Regions from separate parts of the Mus musculus genome. Here region 1 is linked to region 2. A link is a contact called in public HiChIP or PLAC-seq data. All regions are on one chromosome and are shown on one strand. Each heading gives the region's core, a stretch centred on a gene start, on an enhancer-like site or on the middle of the called end of the contact. The rest is flanking DNA. Distances are from core to core; before and after follow the strand shown. Region 1 overlaps Clint1 (clathrin interactor 1). Region 2 overlaps Ebf1 (early B cell factor 1).

Region 1 (6,909 bases), core at 119-2,618, 960 kb before region 2:
ATACCACTGTTTTTCATTCTAGATAGGATTTATGGATTGAATATTAAACACTCTATTGGCTCATGTGTCGAAAGCCTGGACCCTGATGGTGGCAGTATTTTAGGAGGCTCTAGAAATTACAGGAGATAAGTCCTCTCTGGAAGGAATTAGTCACCAGGGAAGGTCCTTGTGCCTGAATTGTCCTCTGTCTCTACTAGCTGCCATACCATGTACCTCTGTGCTCCCTCTCCTCCTTGCCACAATAGGCTGGCACTACTGAGACCATGAGCCAAAAGCTGTCTAGGTTGTCTGTCGGATAAATGGTCACAAAGACAGAGAACCTGACAATGGTACCCCTCATAAGGAGGGACCATAAACATGTGCTAATCCATCTGTCTCACAAACAAATCATTGGCAGAGTGTAGGAGAGATGGCTCTCTGGTAGAATACATCCTTTTCTTGAATAGGGTTCTCCATCACCCTCTTCAGGCAACTCACAACTACTTGTAACTCCTCGTACTGACATCCTCTTCTGGACAGAGTAGGCAACTGCACTCACCCATAACCATACACAGATATGCATACACATAATCAAAAGTTAAACTCAAATAAAAAAAAAACAATAATTAGCAGAGGCTGGAAGTGTGGTTTGGTGGTACAGAACAAGGTCCTGGGTTCAATCCCCACCACCAAAACTAACCAACACCCAGAATAGCAGAATTCTGAGCTTTTAAAACATCCAAACCAATGTCCATGTTATCACTCCATGTAGTGTGTGGCTGTGAGTGTATACGTGCCACAAAACCTGGCTCCTTTCCAAAGACATCAACTATAGCAGGAAGTATCTGGAGTCACTGGTTCTTACTGGTTTGTTTGGAACTCTGTTCACTCCCTAGAAGGAGTGCTGCTTTTATGACTTAAGCAAGCTTAAAGACCAGCCATTGCCACACAGGCTAGCATCAGGACATGGCAGTTACCGGTTTCCAGAGAGGCACCTTGCCAGTAAAGACTGGGAGGTCAAGCTCCTCATGCCTAGCAAAACCAAATATATTACACACACACACACACACACAAAAAAACCCAGAGTAAAAAGTAACTCCCATGTGGAAAAAATTTTAACTCTTAAGAAATCCCTACTCGTGCCGGGCGTGGTGGCACACACCTTTAATCCCAGCACTTGGGAGGCAGAGGCAGGCGGATTTCTGAGTTCGAGGCCAACCTGGTCTACAAAGCGAATTCTAGGACAGCCAGGACTATACAGAGAAACCCTGTCTCGGAAAACCAAAAAGAAATCCCTACCCGAGAAAGAGTTCTCACAAAGAAAAATTATATGAAGTTTAACAACTAACATACAAAGGAAAAAGACTCAAAGAACCAAAACCACATCAAAGCTCCAAACAAAACAAAATGCCAGTAAGTAGAGTAGGGCGATGGGTGAAGGCTGTTCTGTTTAGTATTATCTAGACAATGAAAAAAAATGGACTTTTTTTTTTTAAGAAAAAAAAAAAAACTAGTATTACAACTTGTCTCATTTTCTATGCAAATGTTTGATGGCTGGACAGACACAGTTGTGCTGGGAACCAGCCCAGCTCCTTGTCTGCAGATGGAAGACTGCGTCCACTGTTCTCATCCTTTGGCCAGAACATCTGGCCATGACCAGAAGAACACTAGTCCCTAGAGATGACAGTCACAACTCCGAGCCATTTCTGTTTTCCACCTTTAAAACTCTTACTTTTCTCAGCAACTTTAAAAATCTTCAGTCATTTTATTTTCTCTGAAGCAGTGGTCTACACAGTTCTGCGAAAACTGTCACTGGGGACTGACTACAGGTGCTCCCTGAGAAGAGTGCTCCCTGGGGAGCTGGGCATCGCTGGCTACAGAGAAACTTCCCAACTGTCCCGCTTCCCAGCGACTTGCCTGGTCTAATGGCTCATCCTTGGGCCCCAAAAGGAACAGCAGTGTACATTCCTCAAACTTCTGAGATATTTCTTTCCTGGAACAATCTTTGTGGGGTTTTTTTTTTTTTGTTTGTTTGGTGTTTTTTTTTTTTTTTTTGGTTTTTAGAGACAGGGTCTCTCTTGTAGCCCTGGCTGTCCTGGAACTCACTCTGTAGATCAGGCTGGCCTCGAACTCAGAAATCCACCTGCCTCTGCCTCCCAGGTGCTGGGATTAAAAGCATGTGCCACCACTGCCTGGCTGGAACATTCTTTAAGTGTCTTCAAACTCACTTTAGTAGACTGTTGCAAACACAAGTGCCTTCTTCAAGCCATCAAATACAAAATACGCTTTCATTCCACTATTTTTAGTTCAACCCTGAACACACACGATGGAAGAACAACGCTCTTCACGCTGTCCCTGACATCCAAGTGTGTGCCGTGCATGGCGTGCTTACGTGCATGCATACACCTGTGCACATATATACAAAAGTTAAGGTAAAATAAGTTCTATTTAACTCTTGGCTAAGATTTCAGCCTTTTAAGTTGCTTCAAGTCTCGTCTATTTTTGGTGTATTTTGAAAACCTTGCCTGCTTGCTGACTTCGTGTACTTACCTTACTTTGTACTGACATATAACTGTGCACATATACAGCCGCGTGCTTTGTTGCAGTTACACACCGGGTAAGACTTGGCACAACCATCCTTGTGGTGAGACCCTCAAAAGCCCTGTTCTGACCACTCCAAAGCACCTGCTAGTCAGTGATGCTGCTGTGCAAGCATTCAGCAGAACTTCTTTCGCTTTCTTTCCTGTAATGATAATTGTGTTGAGGATCAAACCTAAGACCTTCTACATGCTGAGCAAGTGCTCTTAATACTGAGCTACACTACCAGCACCTCTTCTTCTGAGACAGTCTCCTTGTATAGCTTAGGCTTACCTGGAACTTGCTACTTAGCCCAGGCTGGACCACCAGCTGAAGACTAGGAATACAGAAGTGTATTTCTGTAACAACAAACCCATCCCCCCTTTTATTCCTGTTTTCCCAGCCTCTGGTACTCTCTGTTCTCTCTACTCTCCACTTTTGTAGCCAGCTTCTCACTATGCAACAGCAGAGAGGCACCAGGAGTCTTTGTGTCTAATCTCCCTCACCATGTCCTCCAGTTTCACCTATGCTACTGTATAAGTCAAAAACCTTCTTTTTCAGGTCTGCAGAGTATCCCATGGTGGATATATGCATTGTCTTCATGTAGTTACTGCAAGACACAGTTGATCTCATGCTATGAATGCTTCAATAAACATATGTGCTATTTATCTCTCCACCTGTAAGTGGCGCTAGTGAGTCTGATGTGCATGGGTGTTTCTCCCATATGTATGCATGTGCACCATGTGCACACCTAGTTCCCAAGGAGACCTAAAGAGGGTGTCAGATCCCCTGAATCTGAAGTTATACAGGTGGTAGAAATTGAACCCTGGTCCCCTGTGTAGAGCTCACTGATTAGCCACTGAGATTTTTTTTTTTCCTGAGACAGGGTTTCTCTGTGTAGCCCTGGCTGTCCTCAAACTCAGAAATCTGCCTGTCTCTGCCTCCTGAGTGCTGGGATTAAAGGCGTGTGCCACCACGCCCGGCAAGACATTTTTCCAAACCATCTATGCCTAGCTTCTGCTTTTCATCTGCTATTCTCTAATGGTGGTGCTAGCTCACTTCACAGCAGCCAAAGAGCACCACCTCCCCAACGTGTGCACAGGATCCTCTCTACCCTACCCTCAGCTTTCTTTTTCCCTGCTGTTGCAACTGGGCTTTCTTTAAACTCATCTGCTTATTTTTCTGTAAACAGTCCCCTCTCCTTATTTTACACTGGGTGTAAAAATAACAAAACAAAACAGCAAAAACATTTAACCTTTACTCCAATCCCTTCAAAACTCTTATAATTTAGCTTTGTATTTTTAACTTCTAGCCTTCACTTAATCATTTTATGCCAAACACCCTCCCCTTCATTTTATTCTAATTTTATATGGCACAGCTGAATAGACAGACAAGGAACTACTCAGAAATGGAATGGATGGGTGGACGGGCCCTCCACATGGCTTGACTCTGGACAGCAGTGCTTCTGTGGGCTCTGCCCCCCCATGAAGAGGTATAATGTTGTTCACAGATGCCAATTAAATATCTATGTGATGTTTGCAAAAGAATCAACTTCATCAAGTCCCAAGAGTGAAAATGATTATAAAATGATATTTTTCTCTGTGTTATTTGACACACAGCAGCATAGCTCAGGGACTGTAGGAAGCCTGGGCAGGCTACATGCAATAGCTAGAATGCGTACAGCCTACTCATGTACTCTGTATTAATAAGAATACCAGCTTTCCTCTCTGACCAAGGAACAAGCTACTTCCTTTTAACATGTAGTGGTGGCCATGTTAGCATCCTCCCTCACACACTGTTGTCCTCTTGCATCCAAGGACAATCCTGTCCAGGGGAAGAACGAACCTGAGCATCCCTGGTCACGTTCCTCACTTTCTCCATCGACAGTCCACATACTTTCAGGTCCTAAGTACCTCTAACATGGTCTCTCTGCTTCTTCCCTCCCACACCAGCACTCCTTAGTCTAGCACCTTCTTTCTTTGCCTGAAAGCCTCCCAACTAGTTTCCCTGCTTCTATGAACAACTTCTCTCCAGGCTAGAGCCAAAGGGAACTCTTGGTCACACACAGCCCCACTTAGCTAGCAAAGGTCCCCTTCCTGCTTTCACCTTAAAACCCAAGTTCCTTGACACGAAGCATGACTCTCGCTGGAGATACCAATTTACTTCTCCAGCCTCATTACTCAATAACCATCCGGCTGCTCAGGTTTTCTAAGTCTTTGTTTTTAAGTCCTTTGCTCCACAGTCAACTATATCGTCATCTAGCATTTATAAATGCCACTTCCTCCAAAAAGTCTTCCTGTAGCCCCAAACGGAGATCATCTACCTACTCCTGCCGTTTACAACTGAATTGAAACAAAAGCAAGTGTCCTGTGGCAGGCCTGTTTGTTTGATTGTTTTTTATGGGCCTGTCTTTCCCCTGCCTTGGACTATGACACAGTATTGTGCTTACGTACTGGAACCGGCTCAGTGACGGCAAATACCAAATCTTTACTGGACAACCAACCTCAAAACAATGAACGAACAAACAAAAAAAATGAGGCTATGAATGAAAAGGACAGACCAGGAGATGGGGCAGAGGAGTAAAAAGCTGACTGAACTGTCTCTTAGGAACAAAGTGCTGAAGTAGAGGTAACAAAGGTAGCTTCCATCTGCAATAGCACAGACTGATAGAATGCAAAGAAGCACTGAACATGCCAGTGAACCCAACGGCCTACAAAGAAAGCTGCCGATTAGGCAGTTGGTTCGGAATTTCTTTGGTTTCAACGAAAGTTCAGTCATCTGATACCAAGCCTACACTAGTTAGAGAGGTTCAAGGAAATACACAAAGATTTGGTTCGAATGTCTCCCCAATTTGTGAAGATGCTAATAAGGTGAAAGAGGGCAAAGTCACTAGCGTGTCAAGTTCAGCTGCAACCAGAACCACAGACGATAGGGAAAAAAACAGAGCTCTAATCCTGTGGTTTTCAACTCTTCCTAATGCTGCGACTCTTTAATACAATTTATGTTGTGGTGACCTCCAACCATAAAATTGTTCTTGTTGCCACTTTATAATTCTTAATTTTCCTACTGATATGAGTCAAAATCTGATGCGAAGGATACCTGAGAAAGGATCATTTGACCTCTCATGGCCCACAGGTTGAGAGATATTGCTCTAGGTCTTCTGATGAAAAGTTCTTGACAAAATCTGATCTCTACTGCTGTCCATTTCTGACCCTCCTTGGTCCTGTGTCCCTAAGTGCAATCAAATGATCTTGGCTCATAATGGAGCTAGTCTCCCAAGTACACCCAGGAGCCAGCAGAAATCTGACACTTTCTGGTTGAGCTTTAAGGTTGCTGTTAATTATGAGGTAGTAGATGTGGGATGGGGGGATTCACCCCAATTCTTTGTGAACTCCACACTTGCAAAGTGACCAAGACACTAACATGTACCTGCAACCCTAAAACCAACATTCACGTGCTGTCCTGACATGTCTGTGCAAGGCAGTGTCCACCACACTGTTTCTCAGCTGAGGTCAAAGATGACACCATACATACCCTCCCCTCCTTCACTCCGTACAGCTCTTCCTGTTGTCTATTCAGTATCACATTTCCATGATTCTGTTTAAACAGCCCACAAAGGCACTGCAAAAGTGCTGTCCAGTAATGCTCTAAGTTCAAGAGGGTTGTACAGTGCCTCGCTAAGGTATGTGAGTTACAACACTGTGGACTGTGACTCAATGACAATGAGCCAATATTCAGATAAATACTACATATAAAATGTCTTACATCAAGAACATATTTATAAGAGGTTAGAGATCAAATGGAGCAAATGGAGTACAGGCTCCAAAAACCTAACTCTATCTTTTTACCTAGGAGTAAGGACTTGGTTCTTCTAATTCTGTTGATGACAACTTTACAAGACCTAACGTTAAAGGACTGACTGCTATATCTTATGCACTTGGGTCTCTCTCAGCACCTAACAATGTATCCTTTACTGTGGCTTAAGTTCAATTACTAGCACCAAAAACATATAAATGGCCACTTACAGACTGACTTGAGAAGTGTAAACATAAGATGAAGTTATGTTGTCTTAGACAGAGGTGGACTGGAAGGTAAGAGAGGAGAACACCCCTAGCCCAAGCACACAGAGGGTGGGGTGGGGCTGCTGATGCTGTCTTAAAGACGATCTGGGGTTGTTGGTGCTTAGATGGAGTCTGCTGTCTTATCTGAATTACCTCAGTGACAGGAGCTGCGTTTCTCACAGAAACCCTGAAGAATGAAGTTGGAATTCTACAACTTAAAGGGAGACCTGAACATTCATTAAGCCTCCTCCTTCCTCCTGCTCAGTGTTAGGTGAAGAGCCAGGACCCATCA
Region 2 (6,589 bases), core at 313-2,812:
TGAGACCAGGAGAAACTCTTGAATCCTCATGTCTGTTCTTAAAAGTTACTAAGGAGAGTCAGGAGAGATGGCTCAGGCGTTAACAGTACACTAGGTATTCTTACAGAGGACGTGGGTTCAGTTTTCAGTATCCAACACCCATATGGAGGCCATATGTAATTCCAGTTCTAGGGGATTCTATGTCTTTTTCTGACCTCCATAGGTACCAGGTGTACCCATGGTATGCATACAAACATGTAGGTAATGCATTCATACACAAAAAATAAAAATAAACAAATCTAAAAATATGTTATGAAATGAATGTCTTCCATACATAATATTCTAAACATTCCTGAAATAAATCCATGTGTAAATATGCTCATAACTCTACTAAATGTTTGACTCCAGTAGGCACAATTACCCTTACAGGAATCCATTCTTCTTAACCCAGTAATATTAGAACACTCACCAAATAACTCACTATCAAAGTGACAACTCGACTAGCTTTGCACTTATATCCCAACAGGAGCACGGGCTGCTGTCTATATGGTTTCTATATGGTAAGGAAAAGGAACACTGCTCAACATTTGTGGCTTCAATAAGAAATGAAGTAAATATTTTAAGGTATTAAAGAGTTTGAGAAATGGCTTAGTTGTTAAAACTACTTGCTGTTCTTCTAGAGAACAAAGTCCTTGGGTAGCCTACAACTGCTTTTAAATCAATCCAGCTAGAGAATCTTATGCCCTCTTCCTGTCTCTTGGGGTACTGCACACACATGTACATGCATACACAAACACACACACATGCATATGCACACACACAAGCACACAAGTCAAAATAAAAATAAATCTAAAATGAAAAGAAGTTAAGACAGTAATAATAAAATGTCTACACTAAAAGAGTGTTTATTCCTAAACTTACACAACTTTAAATGTGATTTATTTATCTTCCTTGTGTATATGTGTGCTCATCCCTTCTGCTTTCACAGGAAGTAATAATATAAATAAACTACTGTGGGAAACTATTATCAAAATGAAAAGTAGAAGAATGCCAGTGTGGAGTACTATGTATTAGATGTGTAACTGCACAGAGGAAAGCTCCAAAGGTTAACAGAAGTAGCCTCTTTGGTTAAGTGTTCTTTGGTGAAGTTCAGTTTCCTCTGACTCCCTCTCTATTTCCTCCAACCCCTCAACAGCAAATACACATGCACATTACAGTCAAGGGAAACCATTAGGGACTGTATGATGATGGAAGACTCATGGACTGAGTCTTCATGGCCTGGAGAGACTACCCAGCTACCAGGAAGCAAAAATATGGTCCTTTCCAGCTGCCTATATGAGTGTTTGTTTACCCCAAACTCAGACAGGAGAGCCAGAAGAGCCCTGTGGTGTGGGCCCAAAAGACACAGGCTCATCACAAACTATGGGTGGCAAAGATGTCTCTGAGAGAGAGAGAGAGAGAGAGAGAGAGAGAGAGAGAGAGATCCAGATGTGGAGGTGGAGAAATGGGGCTCTACGTGACAGAAGCAGGGGAAAGAGCAGAGAGGACTGGAGCAGGCAGAGCAGCTGTGGAGGCAGCAGTCTGAAGAAACCACCTGCAAAGTCAGGAAGGCCGGAGAGGAAGCATGGGTCTGTGTGTGGTCTCTTGTGGCATCCAAAGGACACTAGGAGCAGGGAGGCATGATCCATGAACAGTTGGAGTGCTAAGAAAAACACGTTGTAGAGTCCTGGGGGAAGGCATGTCTTTGGGAGAGCTATCTTCTCTGAGGAACAACAGCATGTGCTCTCCATAGCTCCCTCGTACTCAATAATGAAGGTGATGACCTAAGCAACGCTGACCTGTTGTGGCCTTCTCGCGGTGCGCTCAGCACTAACCTAAGCTCTTCCGGGGACTTGTGCCCGATAGACTTCAGGGGGCAGGCATGGCTATTAAGTGGTTCATAAGTAAGGAGAGTGAATTTCAGGAAGGTTTAGAAACCTAACCAATTAGAAGCAGCAAGCTCCCCTGACTAATGGCTGTCATCATCATGCCACAACTGTCCTCTTTCTCTAGACTGCTTATCATGTTACAATAATTTCTGGACTTTACCCTCTCTCTCTGCCTTTGAAAACATCAATCTCATCCCTAGTAGCTCCTTTACCTTCCATGTCTGGAGCACTGGAAGCACACAACTGTTCTCTCTGGGAAGCTAAGCTGAGAACAGCTCCCCAGCAGAGCTCAGAAGCAACTCCACCAGCAGCCTACATGTGTGTCCTCTAGCCACTGGCTTTATATAAAAGAAAAGCAATGCGAAGTGCTGAGCCATGTGCAAAAAGAGAACTAGAACATACACCACACACACACACACACACACACATACACACACACACAATGCCAAATTTCCCGCACCAGCTTCACAACCCTGAACTAACTATCTGCCACATTAGAAAGTCAAGTAAGAAAAAAAAATCGACAGTACAGGGGAACACCAGGGCCAAAAAGGGGGAGTGGGTGGGCAGGGGAGTGGGGGTGGGTGGATATGGGGGACTTTTGGTATAGCATTGGAAATGTAAATGAGTTAAATACCTAATAAAAAAAAAAGAAAAAAAAAAAGAAAAAAAAAAAAAAGAAAAAGAAATCGAGTGTAAAGACTCAGCGGGATAGAGAAAAGGGAAGGGGCAGTTTGTTATTGTTTATGGAAAACTAATTAACACTAATCATCAGAAAAAAAACTCTCAAGTACAATAAAGGGCTTTGAACACAGACTCTGGGCTCTGCAATTGCCACATTCCATGCCTCAGTTTACCAGTAGAATCATAGGCTACAGAAGCTTGGATCTTCTCTGTGGGAGCTCAGAATAATATTAAATATGTTTTGTGTTTGGGTTGTGCTTCTCCAGGGATGCTAACGCACCTTCTAGATTAATTTTTTAATTTATGTATTAATAATTCGCACAGCATTCTCCCTCCTTCTCAATTAGAATGATAATACCCATTTCTTTCGAGATAGGCAGGGGGTGCTGAGTGATGGACATGGAACAGACACTTAAATAAGGAAGCTCTAACACAACGCGTAATTAAAGCTTTGAGACCAAACCCACCTTAGGATATGATATGAATGTCAGTAGCCAAAGAAACAGACTCGTTGTTCTTTCTTTCTGGAGCATTCGTCTTTGTGTAACCAGGAATGACATTTTGAGATGTATCTAAAATTCAGGGCTAAAGAGATGGCTCAAGGGATAAAGGTGCTTGCTGCTAAGTCTGGTGACCCAAGTTCAAGTCCTTGGGACCCACATGACTGAAAATAGAGAATCAACTGCCACAAGTTATACTAAGACCTACACACACACACACACACACACACACACCATTCTAAATAAATAAATAATGCAAAGAGTATTAATGAGAGCAGCACAGTTCCACCTCCACATGTGCCTCATGGGCTCATTCATGTATTTTGGGTTGTTCCTACCTAATCAGACTTCTCTCAGGAGCTGAGGTCTTTCATTCCAAAAGAGTGCCTGTTGGGTCATCAGAATTTGATCTCTCAGGGAATGAAGGGAAGGAGGAAGGGAAGAAGGGAGGAACGGAGGGAGAGAGGGAGAGAGAGCGAGAGAGGAGAAATGGGGAGGGGGAGAGAGAAAGAAAGAGAGAGAGAGAGCGAGCAAATGCATGGAGTATCACACAAACATACAAACATTCTGGTTTTCTTTATTCCTTTCAAGAAACAGCTAAAACCAATGTTTAGCAAAAGAGGTCAGGTCTCATGGATCCCTAAAGATAAACTTGGTAAGGAGACATTTGAAACTCAAGTCTCCGGAATTAAATTCCATAGGGGAGTTCACCCTAGCTTTGGAGTAGCCAGTAATGTTTCTGAATGCTGTAAAATTTTCTTAATATAGACACAGATACAGATAGGGACTAGAGGCCCACAGAGTGATGTTTTTAGCTGTTTTCTGGGTTCCTTGCATAGACTATCAGCTCCATGAAGAGATAGCCTTGATCTGGTTTGCTTTTACTGGGTTCCCGGGACTCAGACAGACCTTGGATTAAGTTAGTTCTCATGAGCTGCTCATCAAACGCTGAAGTGACCAAATAGCAAGATGCCATTAAATAGCCCTCACGAGTAAGTTAAAGACTGAATAAACTTCTGTGTAAGTGTTCAGAAAAGAAATGATCAAGGCTAGGGGTGTAGCCGAGGGTAGAGCAATTGCCTAGCATGTTTGAGGGTCTGGGTTCAATCCCAGAACCACCAAAAGAAAACAGAAGAAAAAAACCCATCCCACTCCATTCAAAATTCTTTCTTTTTCCTAAAAAAATAAATAAATAAAAATAAAAACAAGAAGCTTTTGACTTGGCCACCACAAACCTACTGGTATCATTAAGTATTCCAAAAGAATCCACTGCCCGGTTCCTTGGACCAGGAAGTTAACCGTGACCCTCAATCAATGTAGTTAATTGTCTCAAAACAGAACAGCAATGCGATCGATTTTCCAAAATAACAGATTGGGAAGAAAGGAACTAAAATAAACATGCTGTGCTTCAACTGCCCCAGCCTTTGTGGGTTTATTTATTTATTTATTTTGTAAGTTGTTGTTTAAATAAACCTCCTCCAGCTCCCTTCCCAGGATGCAGATCTCAGGCCAGCTGGGCTTCATGGAAAACTGGACTGCATCCTGACAGTCTGGGAGCTGGAGAAGAGCTGCAAAGCAAAGGTCGGATGGAGGCTCACAGCGCAGCCCAGCCCTGGCTCTAAGAAACACAGGGAGCGATATTCAGACCAGCCCGACCGTGGCTCCTGACTCTAGCATGCGCTCCTGCTTCTGTGCTCCTGCTTCGAAATTAAAGCCTAAGAAAAGGGAAGGCCAGGTGCATTTCTCGAAAGGGCCAAGTTCACAGTTTACAGGGAAACTCGGCTTTGTGGAATGAGGCAACCCCACAATGAAAGGCAAAGTACTGACAGGGAACAAATCTTCCTTACACCAAGAGAGCTCCACGAAGAGGGGTTTCAGGTCCTTCAAAGGTATACAGGATACCACAGCATTAAGATATAGAATCATCTAATATGCATGTGATGTAGTTCATATTTGCATACTGATCCACTGGTATTTACACATATATTCAGTAATGCATTATTTTGCACGCCCCTTCAGAGTGAGAGATAAGTAGACTCTAGAGAAAATTGAAGTAGAACCTCTTTGGATGTGGTGGCCCCTAGACTGGCTCTGGCTTGAAGTCTTTCCAGGACACATTATGCACAACCTGCTGTTTTTAGCAGAATTTATTAAGCCTAGCTGCCAGCTCTTTCTTAGTGACTCAGAGCCGAGCCACCATGCTTATGAATAGTCATCAATGTGGTGCCCAGTAATATGGTTCAGTGTCTGCTTTTTAAACTTTGTGGTTCCACCCTGGATACAAGGCTGCCCTTTCCCCTATCACTGAGCCTGTTCCTAACAACCTGGGTCTGGAGTGCTGCTTGTGAGCTGCACCTGGAAAAGCAATAATATTCCTTCCCCACTTCCCCCTCGATAAGATCCCGTCCTAAAATTCTGTGGTGGTAACATTACTTTGACATTATTTCTCTAAATTGTGAGTTTTGTTATGTTATCAGAAGACTGGGAGGTATAACAGATCCACACAAATTAAATGCATAATTCTGTATCGTGTCTCTTCGATATAATAGATAGTTAATACATTACATCAATATAGGCTTTGAAGCACAAATTTAGGAAAATTTGACGGCCGCCAATTATGTTAAATTGCACATGTTATCAACTTTGAATTAAAGCTCAGGACTCAGACGGACTTGAGTTCAAACCCAAGCTTTGCAAATAAGCATCTGGGAGGTTAGAGGGCTTTGGGGGGAGGCCTTAGCTTCATGTGGGGTACTGGATCGACTACCTACAGGTAGCATAAGTACCCATGTCAACACCTCAAAAAGAGCTACTCTTTCTACTATTCAACCTTCGTCATTTCCAGTTGACTGCTGTTAAGATATTTGTGTACATATATATCATGCTACAACTATATCTGAACATCACGTGTATTAATGAAAACTAAGTTACATCTATATCATAGTGATTGAAGCCTCGTCAGATAAAACAATTGCTGAGGACTGGAATGAGTGTATGGAATGAGTGAATTAGTTAATGACATTCACCAAACATAACACTGCTGATACTCAGGGCTTTGTGTGAGGCGCCATGAGGGGAATTTTACAAGGACATCACCTTCAAGGGAGAGGGAAGATCCTTCACTTCAACTCTTAAACTATTTCTATCTTAAAAAAAAAGACACTAGCTCATTTAGAAATGATTCCCCATAAAATTACTAGGGCTTGAAAACTGTTCTCCAAGTTTAATGTAACTGATTCACAAAAATAAAACGCATAATTCTGTATCGTGTCTCTTCCATATAATAGGTAGTTAATACATTAAATCAATATAGACTTTGAAGCACAAATTTAGGAAAATTCAACGGCTGCCAATTATGTTAAATCGCACGCTATCAACTCTGAATTAAAGTGAGGTGGGTACAAGGCAGAGAGAAGTGGATGAAGTCGGCCATAAGAGAAACTATCCGAGGAGACTAAGCACTGCTTTCAGAACCCAGAGGCACACAAGCTGTGGTGA

Evidence for each region. HiChIP or PLAC-seq counts read pairs in DNA pulled down with a chosen protein or histone mark.
Region 1: an H3K27ac HiChIP or PLAC-seq map of large pre-B cells shows a contact between it and region 2, with 4 times the contacts expected there. The contact joins two enhancer-like sites.

The regions. Positions count from the first base shown.
Region 1 is chr11:45,870,205-45,877,113 of GRCm38.p6, reverse strand. The region is part of intron 1 of Clint1 (clathrin interactor 1); the gene reads right to left. Among named protein-coding and RNA genes, the nearest start is that of Clint1, 22 kb to the right of the region's middle. Within about 2 kb of position 1,368, at least 48 of the 459 cell types and tissues checked have an H3K27ac peak or open chromatin away from gene starts, as enhancers often do.
Region 2 is chr11:44,915,319-44,921,907 of GRCm38.p6, reverse strand. The region is part of intron 9 of Ebf1 (early B cell factor 1); the gene reads right to left. Among named protein-coding and RNA genes, the nearest start is that of Gm51859, 170 kb to the left of the region's middle. Within about 2 kb of position 1,562, at least 7 of the 459 cell types and tissues checked have an H3K27ac peak or open chromatin away from gene starts, as enhancers often do.